Linked DNA regions of Danio rerio: region 2 is linked to region 1. A link is a contact called in public Hi-C data. All regions are on one chromosome and are shown on one strand. The core of a region is the stretch at or near the end of the contact, and the rest is flanking DNA. Distances in the headings are between cores, read along the strand shown.

The links. Hi-C and Micro-C count contacts between places; a contact is called where the count stands out from the background.
Region 2: a contact with region 1 is called in a Hi-C map of hematopoietic stem cells, with 2.7 times the contacts expected there. The contact joins the promoter of aldh3a2a here to the promoter of tnfaip1 in region 1. A contact is called at or near these places in 2 of 18 Hi-C or Micro-C datasets (caudal fin and hematopoietic stem cells).

The regions. Positions count from the first base shown.
Region 1 is chr15:23,022,308-23,028,674 of GRCz12tu, reverse strand. tnfaip1 (tumor necrosis factor, alpha-induced protein 1 (endothelial)) reads right to left here and starts at 4,960. Exons shown (of 7, transcript NM_199799.1): 1 at 4,823-4,960; 2 at 3,377-3,730; 3 at 3,128-3,297. The coding sequence starts at 3,617. It overlaps timm50 (translocase of inner mitochondrial membrane 50 homolog (S. cerevisiae)), which reads left to right and starts at 5,778. Exons shown (of 11, transcript NM_200665.2): 1 at 5,778-6,013. The coding sequence starts at 5,810.
Region 2 is chr15:23,301,951-23,308,544 of GRCz12tu, reverse strand. aldh3a2a (aldehyde dehydrogenase 3 family, member A2a) reads left to right here and starts at 1,499. Exons shown (of 11, transcript NM_212649.1): 1 at 1,499-1,529; 2 at 2,304-2,499; 3 at 2,577-2,808; 4 at 4,233-4,315; 5 at 4,395-4,603; 6 at 4,723-4,840; 7 at 5,559-5,700. The coding sequence starts at 2,338.

The DNA of each region.
Region 1 (6,367 bases), core at 3,711-6,210:
TCCTGTCGCTCCAGGATTTCAACTTCGACGTCCAACATCGAGCCGGGGCCTCCCACGGAAACGCAGACGGACTCTCACGGCTCTGGTCAGGATGGGCAGGTCTGTCGAAACATTCTACCCCCCTCTCAATACACTGCTCTTCCTTCGCAGGATACCCAGGACCAGGACGACGCTAAGGGGGGGGGAATGTAGCGAGTCGGGTAATACCACGTCGCCCTGGGCACAAATCCACACCAGCTGGATCATTCATCAACCCCGGATCGCTCACAGCTGGACCTCATCAGCCAGGGAGAGATATAAGCCAGCCCCACACAGAAAGAAGTGAGCTTCATTTCACATGACTCCCTGCGCTAACGCTTGTCTCTCTCTGTCTCTCCCACAGCCGAATCCAGCTCGTGACCGATCCAACACCATACCTCTCACCAGTCTTCACCTTCTCCCTGGAGCACTTGAGCACGCACCTCTAAGAAGAGCACTCATTCACCCCTTTACCACTTGTAAATAAAAGCACCCTCCGGGGCATTGTTTGTAACTTCATCTACGGTGTTTGTGTTTTCCCTCTGCCTCGCTACAATATATATATATATATATATATATATATATATATATATATATATATATATATATATATATATATATATATTTAACAGGTATATATATCTTTTGACGGCTAATATGCTGTTAATTTGATGCAAAAGTTGCAGACACCTTTATCCATTTATTCTCCTATTATGCGATTATTTATATTAAAATTAAAGCAGCCACTTATTAAGATATTGAATGGACCTACTATAATAGAAAATCTGCTCTAAAGGTAAAACTAAATCAATTGCTAAATACTCCTGACACATGGAAGTGTAAAGTCTACAGCCCACCACACATGTGGAAAGTTATTGCATGTCATATTTAACAAATAGTTTACTACAAATTTTAAATGATTTTGCTCACATGATATTCAGTTTTGCTCATAAATAAATATTAATCAGATGATTATTACAGTTATTACACTGCTGTGCCGTCAGCCAATCGTTGCATTGAAGATCATGATTGAGGATCAATAGATATGTCTTTCACAACACAAGCAGCGATCTCAGATAAGTTCATCCTGACATTTTCATCTGATTTGCAAACTTGTTTGAAGAACCAAATTAGCCAGAGATCAGTTATTAAGATTAAAAGATCCAGGATCTGCCAAATCATCTTAGATCATTTAAGCGAGATACGAAGAACAGACCCCAGGTGTAAATGGGGTCTGAAATGTTATACTTATCTATACCCAACCACATCAAAAACATTGAGGTAGTCGAAAACAAAGTGACAAAACTCCCATTAAAAAGATAGAACCATGCAAAGCTTGCAGTGTCATTTCTGCTTAAATGGATCAATGATTTTTTGACATCAGGGGTCTGTTCTTCGTACTTCGCTTAAATGATCTAAGATGTTTTGGCAGATCCTGGATCTGTTCATCTTGATAACTGATCTCTGGCTATATTGTTTTTTTAAACAAGTTCGCGAATCAGATTAAAATGTCTGGATAAACTGATGGATAAAGAGATCGATGCGCGTGTTGTGAAGGACTGATCTATCGATCTTTGAAATCATGATCAGCAATGCAACAATTGGCTGACGGCACAGCAGCGTGATGACATCATCTGATTAATATTCAATCATCCATGTGAGCAAAATTACATCAAATTAGCAGTAAACGGTTTGTTAAATATGACACGCAATAACTTTCCACGATTGTTGTGAGCTGCAGGCTTTAGACTTTTATGTGTCAAGAGTATTCATTATGTATTTCAATGCATATCAATGTATATAGTTCTACATTTAGAGGAGATTTTATTTATTATAGTAGCCTTGGCCTACTCAAGTTAATTGGTGTAAGGAATAACTGTATAAATTAATTTTGCATCAAAAAAGCATTTTGATAACTGTAAAGTTGTCAATCACCAGCATATTAGTGATCAAAGCACGTGCTTGACCGCATAAATTATTATCCTTTTTTAAATTTTTTTTTTTATAAAAGTTGAATAATGTGCATGTATGCGTTTGCATCTAAAAAGTTAATATCAATAAATGTTCTCTTTGAACCACCAGGTGGCAGTCTTTTACTTTTATTTCGAAGTGCAGATTGCAAAAATGTTATTAATATATAGATTTTATTTTCCCAAGTGTATATAACTACTACTGTAAGAAAATATCAGCATTTGGTAGATACTTTCAATATTATCTTTGCTTGAACTGACCCAATCTAATCATGTTTATATGAATGAGCCTGCTCCTACGCAGGTTTGAGCTACCAACTGTTACTATGACAACAAATCTCAGATGAGTTTTGAAGAACGAAACGATCCTGGATCACGTCAAATCGTCAACATCCAAATCCTGCTAATTGAGTAATCCACATACGAAGAACGGACCCCAGCTCACTGTTTCATCAAATCTTATGACCAATCAAATGCTTTCTAGTACACATCTGACATCTTATGCCCCCTTATTATTGGAATCTCCCCCTTGAGGCACTATTGCTCTCACTGGCAGAGCTGTGAAAAAACAAAATGCTTTTTTTTTTTTTTTTTTTTTTTTTTTTTTTAAGAAGAAGGGCACTACACGGTCCCACCCTGTTTTTATGTTTTAGTTCAAATTATGTCCCACGTCAAACACAAATGCATGTTTCAAAGCACTTCACGGAAACTTTAAAGGGAACCTATTATACAAAAATCACTTTAATGAGAGGTTTATGAACATAACCAGCTTCTAATAAAAAAATATATTCATTTTGTTTTTTATAATCACACTTCATAAAAATAGATTTTAATTGACCTTCTCCCTTTGTACATGTCATCAGAGGGGGAAAGCCCTGCCTCATTTGAATTTAAAGCGACAGTCACCAAAGCAGCACAATTACAATCAAAGCCTAAAAGAGACAGTTTTAAGGAGTTATAAAACATTATCTGTGGGGTATTTAGAGCAGAAACTTCACATACACACTAAAGAGACATCAGAGTCTTAGTTTACATCTTTTAAAAAGGGGCATAATAGGTCCCCTTTAATACCAGATGTAAACTAGGCCAATACAAGTGTATAGCCTATTAAAAAGGAGGTTTTATGTGACTTAACCAACCTGTAGCTCCTTCTGGCACAAGTCTATCAAGCCCTGAATCTGGTAATACTTGGCCTCTGCTAGGAGCTCCATGATGCTCTGTCTGCTTTTTGGCAAATTCACAAATCCATCACGGAGATAGCTGAGAATGGAGCCAAAGTGTTTCCCACAGCGATCTATTAGGATCCAACCTAAAAAAAAAAAAAAAAACCACATTGAGCCAAGGCTGAAGAGGTTGCATCTTCTCTCAGGGCTGTTTAAATAACTCACCTTCCTTATCTGTGAGCACCTCCATCTTGCCGCTGAACATGGATCTCAGCAGGGTGTCCTGTCTAGTGAGCACCTGCAGTGTGGAGTAGTACAGATTTCCACCAACATTGAGCTGAACGTACTTATTTCCGGTCACACCACGGTAGGTGCAGGTGTTAGTCTTGGGGCAGCCCACTGAAGAGACTGGCAGGATGGGCCCGGTGTGTGGCTGAAGCTGGTGCAGGCAGCTCTCTCCTGACATGTCCCTCTGTAGGTAGATAACCACCCTGCACACGATGGGTCTGATTTCCCCTGCCGTGGTGAATGCTGCTGGCCAGGCTGATCGTGATGCCAAACCTACATGCTACACATTAACTAAAGCAATACAGAAGGATCTTTTGAACACTTATTACATATGTGGGTGCCTTTTTTGACCCTGCTTGAACATGAAAAAAAAAAAAAAACAATTGTGATTATTTTGGTTAATTTTGAAATTGTGAATATTTAAAACAAGTGGACCATATGACCCAAAAATGTTTTTAAAAAGGTGACAGTATATGATGCTATAATTGTTTTACTTCTACAATTTTTTTTTCAGAATTGTTAGAAGTCAAAATCTAAATTTAATTTAAATGAAATGAAAATATACATGTTTACAGAAAAATAAATCAACATACATATATAAATACAGTTATTACTAAAGAAACTACACTTTTTCAAGAACTTTAAAGACCCCAAAGAAAAACAATTTATTTTTTAAAATAAGAATTAAGACATATTGAAAATTGGTCACTTTACAGACACTTTACACTATTCTTGAACTGTTTGAGCAATTGTGAGTTATAAATTCAAAATAATTAAATTTAAATGAGGTTAATCATCATAATTTGCAGATTAAACAATCTTAATTTCATACAATTACATATTCAGAATAGTTCAAGTGCAATTTGAAAATACATTTTATATCAATAAAAAAGGGATAAAGAAGAAGTAACATCAGGGTTGCAAAGTTGAAACATAATGAATTCCAACTGTTTATGATAACAATTCTTTGTCCAAAACAGACCTGAAATTTAAACATTTCTCCTCACACAAGTCAGTGAAAAACATGGAGGCTACTTAAAATAAATTGATATTTATTTACAACTGGCCATGATAACAAATTTAAACTTGCCAAATATTCAGTTCACATTGTGTATATCTTTATTGACAATATATTAAATTCTTTTAGTTTAAAGAAAATCTTGATCTTGTGTGTTTTACAGATTGGCAACGCTTTTGAGCAAACGTTTCTGCTAATGTTTCTATTGTGCTAATTTCACGACTAAAAGGCGCAATAACAAAACACCTCAGAGCTTTAGTTAGGGTTAATGCTAGTTTTAAAATACTTCAGCTTATTTAATTCAAAACAACAAAGTTTAGAACAGGTTATTACCATGAAAAAACTTTTCGACGCGTAAAACTCACCCGCTCTGCCGCAGTATAACTCGTCGGCGAGTAACTGAAGTCGACAGTTCTTCAACTCCGCTGTTTTACTTCAACCATATTTGAAAAAGAAACGCATAAACAGTTCTATCAGACCATTTAAAAACAGGGAAAATACCTTTCACATCTACCTTCAGGGCGATGGCTAACAAATGTGATGGATGGCTCTTCTTCGTTGAAAGATCAACAGCAACAGGTTAAACCGTATTAATGATCTACTGCCACCCATTGGCTAGTGCAGGGACAGTCAACAAAAGATAAAGCCCTGAGATTAAAAAAATGTACATTTATGCTAGGTTTTATTTTTATTTAGACAAATGCTTTAATCTAAAGCGACTTACAAATGTAAACAATATGAATACGCAAAGCAAACAAAATGGTAATAAGTATATATAGTATAGATATCATATATACAGTAAATGGAATATATAAAAGGCGATTTATATTATGTATAGCATATATAGAAAAAGATTACAAAGTAATACTTTAAAAAAAGTAATATTTAGATTTAAAAACTTCTTCATTTGATAGCTAATTAATATTAATATAGCTATATTTATGTTTACCCATGGTTTTAACTTAACACCACAAGTTGTAACAATTTCATAAGTAGACTTTTATTTTGAATTGTATACCCAAAATGACATTGTATGTTCTCGAATTATTGCAACATACAATGTGAATCTCCGTTTTTGTACTGTTATTCTACCTCTACATCTTAGCCTTTATAGAACACATATAATAATTAATAAAAACAAACACTGTTAAAATAACATTCCTAATAAAAAAAATATTGGGACTTTTAGCTGCTTTTGACGCAGCCCGTGACGACATTAAAATACCCGCCTTTACGGAATAGTCGACAGACTCGATTGGCTCTCTGCACCTGCCAATCACAATAGACGTAACCAATCAAAATCGTTTGTCCTTTCCACTCGCGCTCCGGGTACGAACTGCATCATATTCAAGATGTCGGCGGTGTCTGTGTATCCCATGTGTGTCCGGGCGAGCCGGGGCCTGCTCAGACTGAGGCAGGGGGCCCGTTGCTCCACGGCCCCTCCGCTGCTGGATGTCGTCCGGCCTTTATCCGCTGACACGTCCAGTAGCAGCGCAACAGGGGGACTGGCACAGGCGATACTGCAGGAAAGGCTTCAGCAGCAGCAGAAGAGCCAGGTGAGAGCTTCATTTGACCGCCTGACATTCCTGCATGACAGGAAAAATTCAGAAAGCCGGTCATTCCGTTATGGAAACTGACCTGCGTTTTTACATTCTGACATGTAACTACTGTAATATGGCGATGAATGAACGACAAGAAGTGGCTGGATTCTTCAGTAGTTAGGAAAGGTTGACAGGTGCTGGTGTGGTTTGAATGAAGTCAGGCAACATTGTGTTATGTGTGTGACATATGAGCTATGACTTTGGTTATATATTCAGCAAGCAAATGTGTATCATTTTAAATATTATAATAATATATTAAATGTATATAATTAGCACAATAAATTGGCCAAAAGATTAAAACAGAGTTGG
Region 2 (6,594 bases), core at 250-2,749, 280 kb before region 1:
GGTCACATTTAGGCCCAGCCCACAAAAACACTGCTTTTCAAAACCACAGTTGTTTGGCCATTTATTCATTCACAATCAGTTCACAGAAAACCAAATATTTTTAGGTTAAACAGTCATTAAAACTTGTACAATAAAACTAAAATAACAAATGTTAATTGAAAAAATAATTAATTAAAAATATATTACAATTTAATTAAAATGTTATTACTCTATAGACACATTCAGAAAAATAACAATAAAAAAAGACATTCTAAATAAAAAAAATACTTAATAAAAAGTACAATAGTTATTTAATGAGAAAAAAAGCTGCTACTAGATACAATAAAATGTATTATTATTCAATCTCTTTCTATTATTCATTCTATTATCTTTTAATTGCTTTATTAAGCTGGGGTTGCCACTGCAGAATGAACCGCCAACTTATCCAGCATGTTTTACACAGCGGATGCCCATCACTGGGAAACATCCATACACACTCATTCACATACACTACGGACAATTTTAGCTTACCCAGTTCACCTGTTCACGTCTTTCAAATTGTGAGGGAAACAAGCACTTGGAGGAAACCCACGCCAACACAGGGAGAACATGCAAACTCCACACAGAAACATCAACTGACCCAGCTTATAATTATTATTATTATTATTAATTATAATATTTTCCCTGACCATGAGGCCAGAATAACAGAGGATCATATCAAATATATTCATAGAAACTTGTGAACATCACACTGATAAACATTGACCGCATTGACCCAACTGTTCTTGTAAGAGACTACATGTAACAGATCAACAGTAGATGGCGCTGTAATGGTGTGCAGCGTCTGAAATAAGACAAAAAAAAAATAAGAGGAAGAGTGACGAAAGAAAAGTAAGTTACTCCATCACAGAAGGTGGCGATATGCACCTTTAAAGTTGGTTCGCTACTCGCCATAAAACCACGAAGAAGAAGAAGAAGAAAAGTAAGTAGAATGGCAACCTGCTATAGTCACAAGGAGGCGAGAGAGTAAGAAATATATTAATGTTCTTTTCAAGATATAATTTTACTCTTCACAGTACATTTGAAATAAATATATTGAAGGCTATTAAGAATTCTCAATGTAATTTTCAAGTGTAAACTATTGTTCAAAGCGCTGCTGGACCAGTTTTATCGCGTGACACCTGTTACGTTTTTCAGCGGTGCATGACAGAATAGCTGAAAGGACCAATCAATGTCGTTTGTGGTTAGTAGGTAAAGAGGGGGATTTAATAGTTTTATAAAATTAATTGAGTCATTGTTGCAGTTTTCTTTCATGCACCACAGTTATTTTTAATGCTTGTATTTAAACGATGATACATTTTAGAGTACATATACCTGCAGCCAAACACAAAACGCCCTCAAATGTGAATTGTATCACTGGAGAATTCAGCCTTCTGATCCTCCAAGCGCCTCTGCTGGAGGAAATGTTTGCGTTTAAAGGATCTTCCCAAGATTTTTAAGTGAGCATGACGCAGATGATGTGAGGTTAATGTTCATATCTCAGCGTTCAGGTAACCTCTCTCGTTTAGAGTAAAATAAATTGTATATTCAGCAGCAGCATTGCACATTAATTCACAGCCTTACTGTTATCCTTATGATACGGTTCGGGTTGAAGGTTTCAGTCGTCAGATATTACGAATGCTATGCGCACAGAAATTACAATCAAAGTGAGCTTACTGTGTGACCACTAAACTAAACTTTACGGAACTCTTACTTCACTGAAAAGTGTTGTAATCACATCTCCAGCACATACATGTAAATGTAATGTAAAGGAAATGCAAAGTATTTTTACCTCGCATTTTTCTGCCTTTTTGTTCTTATTTTGGTTCTTTTTTATTTAATTTACTTATTTGTACAATTTTACCTTCTGTTTGGAGATGAAACATAGACACAAACCTAAATTGTGTTTACTTGTAGTTATCTTAAAAAACATATGAACCAAGAGAGTTTAAGTAAAGTTATTTTTTTATTTTTGATCTACAAAGACGTTTAGTATACAGTGGTAATACTGGAGTAAAGAAAAACATTCCCGAACGAATAAAGTATGACAATCACAGTCAACTACTAAAGTACCTCTATTAATTAGTAAAAGTGATGACGTTGAAAATTCATAGAAACAGCAAATGTTAGCTAAATCATAAACAAGCAAATGCTTCAAAGTGGCAAAGTACATGTTGCGAAATATGCTCGCTGAACTTACTTTGATATTTTTTTTGTTTGTTTCTATTTATATCTCACCCTAAGAATTAAGATTAACTCTTCACCTTTATTTTATTATCTTTCAGCTCATTGAATCACAGACCAGACTGACTCTTAATGATGTCTCGAGAGCAGCTTGCTGTTCAACAGGCCAGAAAGGCATTCTTGACCGGAAGATCCAAACCCCTGGACTACAGAGTCAAACAACTTAAAAACCTAAGCCGATTCATTAAAGAAAGAGCAGCAGACATCACTAATGCCCTGAGAAAAGACCTCTATAAGGTGAATCAAAATTGCCAGCTCTGCATATTCTGTTTGGATGATTAACTGGGTTGAACGTAATGTCTGTGTTTTTGTAGAGCGCAAACTCAACACAGTTGTTTGAGATCCTTGGCTTGGAGGGAGAGATCAATCTGGCTGTCAGCAAACTGGCTGAGTGGGCAGCACCTCGTCCTGTGAATAAAAACCTTCTGACCATCTCAGACGATGTGTTCCTACAGCCAGAGCCTCTTGGTGTTGTGCTCATCATTGGGGCGTGGAACTATCCAATAGCAGTTACCCTGCAACCTCTTGTTGGTGCCATTGCTGCAGGTGAAGCATAAACCTACCTTATGTTGACATTATTGTTAGAGTCGTGAGACTACAAGTTTAAAGAAATTAGTCCAAAAAGCGTCATTAAAGTCTGCAAGACATCCAAATTTACAATATTTATGTTGCTAGCACACATTGTTAGTCATATGGTGAACAATTAATCCAAACGTTCCAGTCAACTTAAAAAAAAAAACAGTTTGTTTTGCTAATTTGCATTTAATCAAAATCAAAATGTTTGCTTTAACTCTGGAATTAACTATTAGTTTGGTGAGTGTGAATGATGAGAGGAGTAGCTCAAAAATAAAACCCCAGCCCCAACTCAATATCCATTTGAGTTGAAAATAGCTGATCATACTGAAAAAAAGTCTGCAGCAACTTCCAGTTCATGTGAACGTTATAGCATCATATATTAGTTTATACGACCCATTTCAAGACAATATTCTAGTATACTGAAGAAAAATGTGTGTGTGTGTATGTGTATATATATATATATATATATATATATATATATATATATATATATATATATATATATATATATATATATATATATATATATATATATATATGTATGTATGTATGTATGTATATATATATATATGTGTGTGTGTGTGTGTGTGTGTGTGTGTGTGTGTGTGTGTGTGTATATATATATATATATATATATAGATTTTTTTTTTTTTTAATACAGACCTGCAAATTAGCTAACTTCTAGGTAATTAATGCTTAATACAAATTTAGTTTATTTATAATATTTTAACTTTTTTATTAGACAAACTTTAGAAAAGTCTTAATGCTAGTTAAAAGCACTTTATAGCAGTAATTGTGGCCAAAAATGATATCTGGCTTATAAAATTTGATATGTTATTTCAAATATAATAATGTCTTACTATCCATATTTTGTAGTTGTGATTGGAAAGTGTAAAAGTTCAAGCATTTGTAATGAAACATAACATAGCACTTATAGAGAAAGCACAGAACAATGTCAGATGAACTTAAATATTCATTATCAAATTCTGTTCTAATCAAAGGTATTTTATATTACCTATGAGAATTTTATTTATATAATTTTTTTTTATTTTACCTATTTTTTCAGCTATATTCCATGATCAGTTGTAGTTCCTTTTCCCCCAGATACATTTGTCATGTTACTCGTATTTTCTTGATTCATTTATACTTTTAGAGTCATTGAAAGCTAATTTTGAGCTAATGTCCCTGGACGTACTGTAACCTTAGGTCATTGTTGTATTATTACAGCATTTATTATTTACTTGTTGGATCCCAGAAAGAATGGGTTAGGGATTCAAATAAATAAACAAATAGTCATATTGAATGTGGAAAACATGATTTTAATATTAATGATTTTAATATCTAATATTCTCTTCATCATCATTTACTGAAATCTCTAATGTTGAATTCTGCAGGTAATGCTGTAGTGGTGAAGCCATCAGAAGTGAGCTCGCACACAGCCAGCGTTATGGAGCTCATGTCTCTCTATCTGGATTCTGTAAGAATTCATTCAGTGAAACTGATTATAAATTATTTTACCTGTTTAATTAATCTAAAGTAGTTCTTAATGTGTACAGGAGATGTATCAGGTGGTGACAGGAGGGGTTCCAGAGACTCAGGAGCTGCTGAAGCAGCGTTTTGACCACATCTTCTACACTGGAAACAGCACAGTGGGCAAACTGGTTATGGAAGCAGCTTCTCATCACCTCACACCAGTCACTTTAGAACTGGGTGGAAAAAGCCCCTGTTATATTGACAAGAACTGTGACATTAGAATTGCTTGCCGGTGAGTTTGCCATCATCAGCTTGAATCTAAATAAACACAGATCATTTGGGTTAAATGGTAATATTAATCAATCAATTTCATCAATATAATGCTGTCCATCATTGTTCTTAAATTCTCAGTCGGATTACTTGGGGAAAGTATTTGAACTGCGGTCAGACCTGCATTGCTCCTGATTACATCCTCTGTGAATCCAGCATCCAAGACAGAGTCATCGATGAGATCCAGAAATGCATCAAGGTGGGAATTTAGATGTAGTTTGACAAAGTGGACTTTTTGTCTTGATTAGGTTTATTTGCATGCAATTATTTTCCTCAGTCTTGAAGGTTGAAGTTTTTGGATTCTGAAAGCTTCATTTATGCATCTTATCTCTGTGTAAAGAGTATTTTTTTTTCCTCTTCCTATTATTTATATCTCATTAGCAGTTTTTCTGCAAAACAACAATTCATTCTGATATATAACAGGTAGAAGAACGTCCACACTTTTTACTTTATTACATGTATTGAACTTCAGCAGATGTGCCCAGTTAGGTTCTGAAATAAATAAAAGTCACCAAAATAATGTTACTGCCAGAGCTACAACGCAACATAATTGATATTCTTAAAGCCTGCAATGGCATGTATGTGTGAGGGTAGTGTTTATGTTTGTCCAAATCCTACATAATACGAATGCAAAAAGTAAGTAAAAAGTAATACGATTCTAGAAAATAAGCGCTGATCCTCCAGTTGTGCTGTAAAACAAACCCATTCTATCAACCACTGCGCCTGTGATCGGTTTTTCATTGGTTAAAATGTCTTGCATTTAACATGTCTTGCAAATTTTAGGGTTCATATGAACAGAACTCTTTTGGATTTGTTCCAGCTGAAGAGAAATGTATATTTACAACTAAATTGCTCTTTATTAAAACAATACTTGATTGCACACAAATATCACTAACATCTTGTATATTGACTTGCAGGAATTTTATACAATTGACCCTAAGACCTTTGAAGACTACGGACGGATTATCAATCGACGACATTTTAAGAGGATAATGGCACTTTTGGAGGGTAGCACAGTGGCTGTAGGAGGAGACTGTGATGAATCTGAGTGTTACATTGGTATGTATCCAAAGATTTACATTTATTAATTTAGCAGATGCTTTATCTAACCGACGCACATAATGTGTACTGTACATCAACAGAAAGGAAAGAGTCTGTATCCTATAGGCGGTTTGTCATGCCCACTAACATACACTGAACAAATTGTGCTTTGAACAAAATCTTCATTCATTACATTTCCTTAGGCTTAGTCTCTTTATTCATCAGGGGTCGCCACAACGGAATGAACCTCTAACTTATCCAACATATGTTTTACACAGCAGATGCCCTTCCAGCTGCAACCCAGTATTGGGAAACATCCATACACTCTCACATGCACATACATACACTACGACCAATTTATTATATTTTTATTCACCTGTAGCGAATGTTTTTGGACTTGTGGGGGAAACCAGAGCACCCGGAGGAAACTCACTAGAACACGGGGAGAACATGCAAACTCCACACAGTAATGCCTACTGACCCAGCCGGGCCTCGAAACCAGCACCCTTTTTTGCTGTGAGGTGACAGTGCTAACCACTGAGCCACTGTGTTGCCCTGAACCAACATTTTGAATTAAAAATGACTATAATTTGTTACTGCTCAATGTTTTAGTTATTTTTGAAGTATAATTTACCTTTGGTTCAAACTATACAATTTTATTTAAATAAAAATATGCATTGTGGTCAAGAAAAAAAAGACACAAAGTAAAGATATAGTTTATTATAGAGACACTAAACATATAGAGAGTAGAGAACTCTTTTTTTAATCTTTATCAAATTACCCAGATTAAACTATAATATTGCTCTAAGTGTCACACAAGTACAAAAAAACTCACATTAGAAATACATAAATACTAAAGGTTAAAACTATAAATGAGCAATATCACATGAGTAGCTGTGCGATACAGACATT